Regions from separate parts of the Mus musculus genome. Here all the other regions are linked to region 3. A link is a contact called in public Hi-C data. All regions are on one chromosome and are shown on one strand. The core of a region is the stretch at or near the end of the contact, and the rest is flanking DNA. Distances in the headings are between cores, read along the strand shown. Region 1 has its middle 78 kb from the start of Lhfpl2. Region 2 has its middle 60 kb from the start of Lhfpl2. Region 3 overlaps Lhfpl2 (lipoma HMGIC fusion partner-like 2).

Region 1 (2,855 bases), core at 267-2,766, 210 kb after region 3:
ACCACAAGCTGAGTGACCCCCCTGAACAATAAACCTTTGTCCTGACAGCTCTGTAGGCTGGCCATCTGAAACATATACCATGTCAAAGGCTTGGTCCCTTCTCAAAGCCTCTAAGAAAGACACATTCCATGCCTGTCTTTATCTGGTGGTAGTTTTCTGGCAACTTTTAATGTCTCTTGTCTTGTAGACATGTCACTTCAGTCTCTGCAGCTCTGGCATCTCTGTGAGTGATGTCTTCCTCTCTGAATACAGACCTGGTTCACTGGACTGATGGCTCACTCTAAGTGTGAGATGGTCTCAGCTCCAGAACCTACCTAAGTGACAACTGTGATGTTTGCTCTATGTTGTTAACTTGGGAATGAGACGTGCCTAGTGGGTAGTAAAGCAAGCACATTGTATCCGAGAGGACTGGCATGTGGGACAGCAACAGAGGGAGGGAAACTCTGCCCTGAATGTGTGTGGCACCAGTCAATTAGCTGAGGGCCCAAATGGAATAAAATTGGTGAAAGAGAAAGCCCACGGCCTGGGGAGATGGGTCAGACAGATGACTCACAATCTTGCAGACCTGAGTTCTATTACCAGAGAAACCCTGTCTTGAAAAATGAATGAGGTAGATAGTGATAAGGAAGAGCATCCCAGGTTGTCCTCTGACCTATTGACCTACTAATGCATGCACACACATGCACAGTCCCAACATGTGCACTTCCACACACACCATCAGTTTTATTCTTCTTGAGCAAGTATACCTGCTGCTTCTGCTGAAGCAGAGATGTAGACTCCAGAGTCTCCATCTTTCAGTGTAGACTCACATCAGTCATTCTCCAGGGAGTATCTTCGTCTCTAGCATTGGGCTGGCATTACATCATCTGTCTTCCTTGTTCTGAGACCTCTAGCTTCTTGGACTAAGAAGTTACTGAGTTCTCAGATTCTCTAGCATGTAATAAGTTATTGTTGAACTATATAACCTGTTATGGCTTTATATGTGTGTGTGTATACATATATATATATACATATATATGTTATATATAAACTTAATCCAATAAAACATACACACATACACACACACACACACACACACACACACACTTACTTACTTTAGTTGCTTCTGTTCTGTTCGTCTGGAGAACCCTGACTAATATAACAACTGCAAAGGAAAACAAGGTACTGGGGACTGAAACCTAGAGCATCATTTTGGGGTCACAGTTCAATCCATCCCAGGGTCTTCACATGTTCAATTACTGTTTGGCTTTCGACCTTGTTGACCTTGAGCTTTTAAGCTGTGGGTTTCCCCTTGATGGAATTCCTCAAGTCTTGAAGCTCATTATTAAAGCATAATTGCAAATCCAAGGAATTCTACAAGTCTGTCCCACGGGAGGTGGTAGAACTGGTGAGCATCCCCAGAGAGTGGGAAAGGAACAAAAGCAAATGCCTTTGATCTCTCAGCTACAAAGCAGCAGTGAGAGCCAGGTCCTGTGCTCTTGTATCCTCTGCCCCTTAGTCACAGCCTAGAAATGTGCTCGTTGGCTGGGAGCGGAAGTGGAATTGCAACAGAAATGTGGCATTGGAAACTTTGCATCAGAACCAATGGCTTGTTGAAAAATTGGGGGAAAAAATCTAACAATATTGGTGAATAAAGTCTGTAATGATGAATCTCATTCAACTTCTTACGGTTTTTTTTGGGGGGGTGGGGGAGGAGTGAGAGAGGCATGGCAAATTATACAAAAATAACACCACGGGTCAAACAAGCAAAGTTCATAGGACTCCTGGGCACTAAAGAAGCTACCCTGGGATACTTGGCATTAGATTTGTTTTCAGTGCTAGAGAAGGAACCAGGACCTTGCATGTTCTTTGCCAAGGTGGGTCATTCCCGTCAAGTATTGGCCGTGACCTGGCATGGTCAGCAGACTGAGGTTGACGTATCTCTCCAGTGGCAGGCTTCTTTGTAGGTTGCCAGGCCACCTCCCATTTCCTCCTTTTATGTTCAGAAAAATCCAAGCCGCCCAGTGAAGCTCATTTACCTTAGCGGCATCTCGGGACCAGTGTTAGCAGCGTGCTATGAGTGTGAAGCTGTGCTCATGGGAAATACAGAAGGATAGCCACAAAATGATGAAGACAGTCACCTACCGGATAGTGTGTCACAAGGCTACGATTCTGTGCCACCATCCCACCGAGAGCACATGCAGACACCAACCCTGGGAATTTCACCTGAAAAAGTCCACATTTCTAACCATCTGGATAGTGATTGGAGAAAAGGACCCTTGAATCCCTACCCCACACTTTGGGATAAAATTAATACTAAACATATTAAAGACAAAAAATTTTAAAGTCAAAGAACACACACACACGTGCTTAAAAAAATCATGAGAAAATTAATCTGTCCCCAAATATTTTTTCATGAAGAAATTATCATTAGTAAATTCAAAAGGCAAATAATAAACTGGAAAACTCACATTAAGGCAGAAAATTAATTTTGCCTCCCCTCCCCCCAGTTCTTATAGAAAGGGAGCTGCAGACCAATAGAAATATAGGTAAGACTTGAGGACACAACTAATCCCAGAGGAGTACACACACAAGGGATACTCACCGAATGCTCAGAGAAATGCAATCTTAAAAACACAATTCGATTATACTTTTAAAAGCAGCTTGTTTTTGAAAGTCATTAAAGCATCATGCTTTACTCCTGGGGTTAGAGAGGTAAGAAAACTGGAGGGTATCATTTTTATTTTATACAGTAAGGCTGACTGCTAGGGGAACTGCCTTCCCTTGCACCTCAGGATCTCATAACCTTCTTGATAGAGTGTGCACTGTGGTTCAGGGGGCTCAGAGCTCATTCAGAGCTCATTCTCAGTATCTCA
Region 2 (3,227 bases), core at 23-2,522, 190 kb after region 3:
CCTCCCCTCCCACACCTCCTTTCCTGCCCAGCTTTTCCCACACAGTATGTTAAATTGCTGCCCAGGGTTGGGTTTGGTGACAACAGGTACCCTGTCAGGCTTGGACAGAGATTTAGATGCAAGATGCAGAGGAAAGTTCCAGCAGGTCACAACCCGGGGAGAAGCAGGCTTCGAGCCTATGTGGAGGAACAGACTGTGATAGAAAGATTAGATGCCAGACTCCTGGTAAGGCACAAAGAATGAGCCAAAAAATTCCAAGAACACGGCAGACTGGGAGGGAATTCCCAAGAAAAGGTGCAAGGCCTCGGGTGGAGATTCTCAGAAGAAACAAGCCCCTCATGTCGTGGGGGTGGGAGGGTTGTACAGAGGGTGATGCAGAACAGCCAGACCATGTGGCTATGACCTTATATAACAAACATGGCAGGTGGGACTGCGGTGAGGGTGTCAAGTTGAGAAAACCAGCTCTGATTACGCATTTGGGCCCCAAGTGAAACTACAAGTGCCTTAGTAAAGTGAAGTGGAGGGGTATGTGACATGGAAGGAAGATAAGGAGACCACAGAGGGCGAAGGCCAAGGGGACCACAGAGGGGAGAGGACAGGGGGACCACAAAGGGAGCAGGCCAAGGGGACCACAGAGGACGGAGGCCAAGAAAAGGCAAGAAATTCTTGAGGCCTCTAGAGAAAACACACCACCATGAAGTTTACCTGGTAAAACTAGTTTTTGCCTGCTCGCCTCTCAAACTGAGAGAGAATAGTTACCTTTTGTTTTAAACCACCAGGTTTGTGATCATCTGTTGTAGGAGTCATGCGGGAAACTGAGATAGACACAGCGTTAAATACATACTGCTAAAATATCTATCTATCTATCTATCTATCTATCTATCTATCTATCTATGTAGTTCATTTATTGGATTTAATCTTTCCCAAATAATTAAATATGTATATCGATTCTAGGATTGATCTTTTGATCTTTTTCACTTAACGTTATGTCTAAGGTGTTCTGTTTTACTTCATGTAACTGTAGTTCATTTTTGTTTCTAAAAACTACTCAGATTTTCATAGCTGCCCTTCATTAAATTAGAGAAGACTGTTTTTTTCCTAACCCAAGGTTGTCCCCAGGATGCCACATTTTTGTGCTCTTTCACTTGAATTAGATGAGATAAAAATCCCACAAATGGGATTCCAAAAACTCTGCCAAGAGTGACCATGAATCACTCTCTAGCAGGGAGACAGAGGGGATGGTGTCAGGCAGTGTGATACAGTCAGCCCGGTGTATTCAATCTCAGCACAGGGATTGCTCTTCAGCCCCCATCTCCCAGTTCAGAGGAGCAGGAGGAGTCAGGACCCACAGCACCAGAAGAGTCTAGAGGGCTATCCTAGGACACAGTGACCCACCAGTGTGAGCATAGCACAGGAGATAAAAATTAAATGTAAGGTGACTTTAAAATGTTGATTGGTTACTTAAACAAAGCTAACTAGCCTCTCCATATAGTCTGGAAGATCCAAGCCCTGGATATCTTGAAATTCACCCTGGATGATTCAGCCTGGCATAGAATGGGTGTCCATGAGACATTGTCTCCTCCCGCCCCCCCCCCCCCCCCGGGAGGGCTTGTCTCGGGCAGTCTTGCCCAGTTGCAGGTGAGTCAGCTCACAGACCTGTGACTCATCATTCTGGCCCTTGCTGGTTAGCCACCCGTTTTATTACAGCCATCCATTTTGCCAAATACACCCTCACTGCATGCACGGATGCTTTCTGGGGGATGGGGAAAGGCATGGAAGGGGTGTCATCGTGCTCCCCAAGAAAATGAAACCACATTGTCACATGAATTCTCTATCTGGTAACTGTTGAGTCAAAGGGCAGTGTCTTCCTTGATCACTCTCTACCTTATTTTTCGAGACAAGGTCTCTCACTAAACCTATATCTCACTGACGAAGGAGTTTGTCTATCTACCTCTGCCTCCTGACTCCTACCTCCGGGTTACAAATGTATGCTGTCCCGCCTGGAGATTTGAACCTAGCTCCTCGTGCTTGCATGGCAGCGACTTTACCGAGTGAGCTACCTCCCAGCCCAGTTATACTTCTCAGTTTAGTATTTTGCCTTTCCTGGGAACCCCACGTGCTGTTGCCCATAGGTTTGTGAGTGCTTGTCATGGAGGAACAGCCCCGCCCTACTCCTCCGCTAGCAGAGCTACTAGAGGCTGTGGTCGTAGGAAGGGAGGCACCTGGCTGAACCCTCAAACATGGAAGGCTCCAGGTGAGTCTTCAGCTAGCACCTGAGACACCCAGACAAAGGCTTCCCTGTGGTCCTCTTCATGACACAATCCCTGGGACTGAATCTGCTTAGCTTGCCTCCCCCCATCATCCCTTTTGTATATTCTTAGGCAACCTTCAACTGTTGAGTGTCTACTCACCCAGGTGGCAGATAGCCTACATGTTTTCCAACATTCTTTTCCACAGTTTGTCCTTTGGCTACTTAATTTCTTTAGGTCTAATCTGGGGTTTGGGGGGAACAGGGAATAATTGAGAAAGGCAAAGAGTGAGATATCTTCACTGTCCACATTAGCCCCTGTCATTCAGGAACCATCTAGAATGGGCTGGATTCTATCATTTCCTCTTCGTGGCTTACTCATGTGTCTTTCCAGAGACTCAGGAGGAACTCTGCCCATCTATATTGAAGTGCATTTGGGCCTCCTGACTCTCTCACAAGCTTCTCTTCCCACGACACCATATCCTAGTATTTGGTGACCATGAAGCCAAACACATGCTCTCAGTGGTTTGGCGGGACATTTGACAGGTCACTCCTGGCTCTTATTGTCATGAGTAGACAGATGACAACTCTGAAGGTCTTTGCCAACAGCTGTCAGCAGTCTTAATTTTCACAGTTACAGACTGAGACGGTAAACCTATCTCACGGCTGGTCTCATGCCTTCAGTAGCCACACTCAGATTAGCCATGTGTCCAAATGCTCCTGACATTTCCAGATCATTTTGAAGCCAATGACTCTTTGCAAAGGGCAGAGGCGAACACCGTAACCATCCAAAATCAATACAGAAGAGTGATAGATGGGGAAATAAGCCTGGGTAGCACAAAGCAAAAGAAATAACAGAGCCAAAGGTCACGGAGCAATTGCTTTCTAATTTGTCTTTATAAAAAGGAGAAGGAATCGAAGGGGAAATTGGCAAGTCCAAGTGAGACTGTCAGAAACACTTAACGCTCTGAGGCTGTGC
Region 3 (3,124 bases), core at 135-2,634:
GAAGGCCCAGCCCAGGGAGCAGTCTCCAGGTTTGTAGGGGGACGCATACCGTCCACAGTCTATGGCTTTCTGGCAGCCCCAGCCTGCGGGGTAGAGGATCAGGCCGAGGATAAGGAACAGACCTGAGGGACAGAAGAGAAAACAGGTGAAGCCTTTGGTGCCTAGGCAACCTGCAGCATCTGCCGGGCCCTTATGGTCGCTGGCTTTGGGCGGGGCCATCCACTCTACAATAGAAAAGTGTTAGTGTCTTGGATAGAAGCCTGACCTGAATAGCCAAGGTCACTTTACCAGGCACACTTTTAAGTATGGAGTCTAGATGAGGGGGAAGAGAGCTTACCTAGTATTTCCAGCCAGTTTGTGTATGGTGGCATGTGACTCCACCAGTGAGTTTGCTCCTGTTTCTTGGTGTTAAGAGGCTTACTAAGGCCAAATATGGCTTTACAAAGGGTCTGAAGAGATGGCTCCGCAGGAAGAGTGCATATTGCTCTTGTACAGCACACGGTTTGGTTCTAGCACCCAACGGTAGCTCACTACCGGTCCAGAGGACCTGACAGCCAGCCTCTTCTGACCTCCATAGGTACCAAGCATGCATACGGTATACATACATGCCAAACCCAATAATAACACATAATAAAGTTTTATTAGAACACATTAGAACAGAGACATGCTTCCTTCTGAACACCTGGCCTGCAAAACACAAATTATGATCTAGCTTTTGACAGAGCTTGCCAATCACTGGTATAAAGTAATTCACTCAGAACCTTGTGGCCTCAGCCTAGTTATAGACAAAAGTCAGGAGCCTTAAGACTAACTCTTAACCTACACCCACGAAAAGCATTGTTTGACCTGCATGCCAAGGGGAGAGGTGTATGTCTACGCCTCTATAGAAACAAACTGCCAGTGTCATGGCACTTTGCTGTCTAAATGGCTTTCAGTGAGCTCCGCCCTGCACACACACCAGCACACACGTACCCCACTCGGCCAGCACTGTTCTGGCCCTCACTGCTGCATGTTCACAAGTCACAGGGTTTCAACAATTTAGAGGTGGTTTCCTGCCTGGTCTAACCTAAGTGAGGACTAGAGAAACAACTTTAGGTAGTGGCCTTACCCTAGGCCTGGCCACTCACCAGTACAAGCAGCTCACGAAGAAGGGGAAAGGAAACCATGATTCCCAGTAGAATGTCAGCTGACAGCCCTGTGCTGTAAGGGAGGGCGGGTTTTAGTCTATGGCCAGACTAAGCTCTAGTGTGGTAGCTAAAGAGATGGCAGCAGCAACAAGGACCAAGGATTGGGGCCTTTGTAAGTGAAAGGCTAACAGGGACAATGCACTGTGTGTGGACAGCTGGGGACAGCAGTCTCATGCAGGGGATGGAGTCAGTTCCAGAGCTCACAAGTGGATGAGTCATTTGTCATTCCAAGCCTTGCCTGAATCAAGACCTGCCTGATTCACCATCATAAAAGTGTACCAATCTTAAACCTAAAGGGTGGGTGTGGTTTGTAAAGTCTGTAAATGGTATTTCTGTAATAAAACAAGACCTACAACTCTTAAGCCAAGCCAAAAGGAAAAAAAAAATAACAGCTGCAAGTGAAATTTAAGGGTCACTAGGAGATTGGAAAATCTAGAAGAGAAAAACAAATAGCTCTCTTATGTCCAGTGAGACTGACCGTCTCCCAACAAAAGGAGCCCATCACTGGGCCACTGTAGGGGTGAACTAACACTATGCTCTTCAAACTATCGCACAAAGCACAGCGGGGACAACCACTACAGTTACAGTTTTAAAAGTCAGGAATGCTAACCCTAACCCTGATACCAAAACCAGATATGAGAACATGCCCGAGAACAAAAGCCACAGACCCACAGTTCTCAACACAGTCATACACCCAAGACATCAACACCACGGCCATCTTGGTTTTAATTCCAGGGCTGCCAGGACAGTTCAACAAATGTAAACTACAACAGAGAAATAAGATGTAGGGACAAAAATCTACACCATCTCAGCCGATATGGAAAAGACCTTTGACAAACTTTAACATCCTTTCATGTTAAACTTCAAAGAACAACGCATCTGGGGCTGGAGAGATGGCTGAGAGGTTAAGAGCACTGACTGTTCTTCTAGAGGTCCCGAGTTCAATTCCCAGCAACCACATGGTGGCTCACAACCATCTGTAATGAGTTCTGATGCCCTCTTGTGGTGTGTCTGAAGGCAGCTACAGTGTACTCATATAAAATAAATAAATCTTAAACAACAACAATAACACATCTCTAAGGGTTTATATGAAAAACCTCTAACGTGCACAGGAAATGGGGGAAAATTACATCCAGAGTTAGGGGCTAGAGATAAAGGTCTACTACAATTTTAGTCAGTATTGTGTTTGAAGTCTTACCGCAATAAGGCAATAGAAAGAAATGGTACAAACAGAAAATGGCTGAGAGGATAGGTGGACCCCAGAGCCCGCATCCCAGGATTGCTCTTGCTCTTGATGTGCCTTCTTGTTTGCCATTGCTGTGTTCCTCATTGTTCTGACAGGGCGTGATTGGGCAAAGAAAGACCCCTTCTGCCTGTAGTCGGTTATGATTGATTCCTGGGTATTAACCCACCCCATTGGGCAAATTTCCTGCAGACCCACTTTCGTGGATTAATGCTGTTTAGATGAATTAATGATTTTATAGACTTCCTGATTTGATTCAGATAATTTTAGGAACTTATTAGAATAACTGATAGAAAGTATAAGGGAGATGGTTTAAGTTGTTTTGCCAAAAAGATATAATAAAGTTAGAATCCAGAATAAAAAGTGTCCCCTCCTCATAGAATGTAAGTAAAGGCTGCTGAGAAGGAGTCCAGTGAGCTTCCGTACGGTACAGGCACACACTGCATGAGGAAGAAAAATAAGCTGGGAACAAATTAATGACCAAAGACAGCATTCGCTCCAGGTCAGGCCCAAGGACGAGGCCACAGGTGGGCACCATGACAAAGCAAGGCATATATAACTATCGCTTTGAACTTCTATGAGGTCATTTTTTTCTTACATAGAGAACTTTTGTCTGAGACAGTATAAAAGCTGGGAGCAAAAGTAAAGGCGAGTTGGGGCCCCTTTGCTTCATCCACTGATGTGTGGGGTTTTT

The links. Hi-C and Micro-C count contacts between places; a contact is called where the count stands out from the background.
Region 1: a contact with region 3 is called in a Hi-C map of embryonic fibroblasts, with 2.5 times the contacts expected there. The contact joins two enhancer-like sites. A contact is called at or near these places in 1 of 484 Hi-C or Micro-C datasets (embryonic fibroblasts) and 1 of 115 datasets of contacts at active chromatin or transcription factors (pancreatic cancer cells).
Region 2: a Hi-C map of muscle stem cells shows a contact between it and region 3, with 2.0 times the contacts expected there. The contact joins two enhancer-like sites. A contact is called at or near these places in 5 of 484 Hi-C or Micro-C datasets (3T3-L1-derived adipocytes, the C2C12 cell line, muscle stem cells and 1 more) and 2 of 115 datasets of contacts at active chromatin or transcription factors (the NIH/3T3 cell line and pancreatic cancer cells).

Annotation. Positions count from the first base shown.
Region 1 is chr13:93,977,947-93,980,801 of GRCm38.p6, reverse strand. No RefSeq gene overlaps it. Among named protein-coding and RNA genes, the nearest start is that of Lhfpl2, 78 kb to the left of the region's middle. Within about 2 kb of position 1,516, at least 29 of the 459 cell types and tissues checked have an H3K27ac peak or open chromatin away from gene starts, as enhancers often do. A contact at or near this core is called in embryonic fibroblasts, where this site is marked.
Region 2 is chr13:93,996,601-93,999,827 of GRCm38.p6, reverse strand. No RefSeq gene overlaps it. Among named protein-coding and RNA genes, the nearest start is that of Lhfpl2, 60 kb to the left of the region's middle. Within about 2 kb of position 1,272, at least 73 of the 459 cell types and tissues checked have an H3K27ac peak or open chromatin away from gene starts, as enhancers often do. A contact at or near this core is called in the C2C12 cell line, the NIH/3T3 cell line, muscle stem cells and 1 more, where this site is marked.
Region 3 is chr13:94,188,846-94,191,969 of GRCm38.p6, reverse strand. Lhfpl2 (lipoma HMGIC fusion partner-like 2) reads right to left here. Exons shown (of 4, transcript NM_172589.2): 4 at 1-122. It overlaps LOC115488151 (a long non-coding RNA gene), which reads right to left. Exons shown (of 2, transcript XR_003950582.1): 2 at 2,368-3,124. Among named protein-coding and RNA genes, the nearest start is that of Scamp1, 95 kb to the left of the region's middle. Within about 2 kb of position 1,384, at least 47 of the 459 cell types and tissues checked have an H3K27ac peak or open chromatin away from gene starts, as enhancers often do. A contact at or near this core is called in the C2C12 cell line, the NIH/3T3 cell line, embryonic fibroblasts and 2 more, where this site is marked.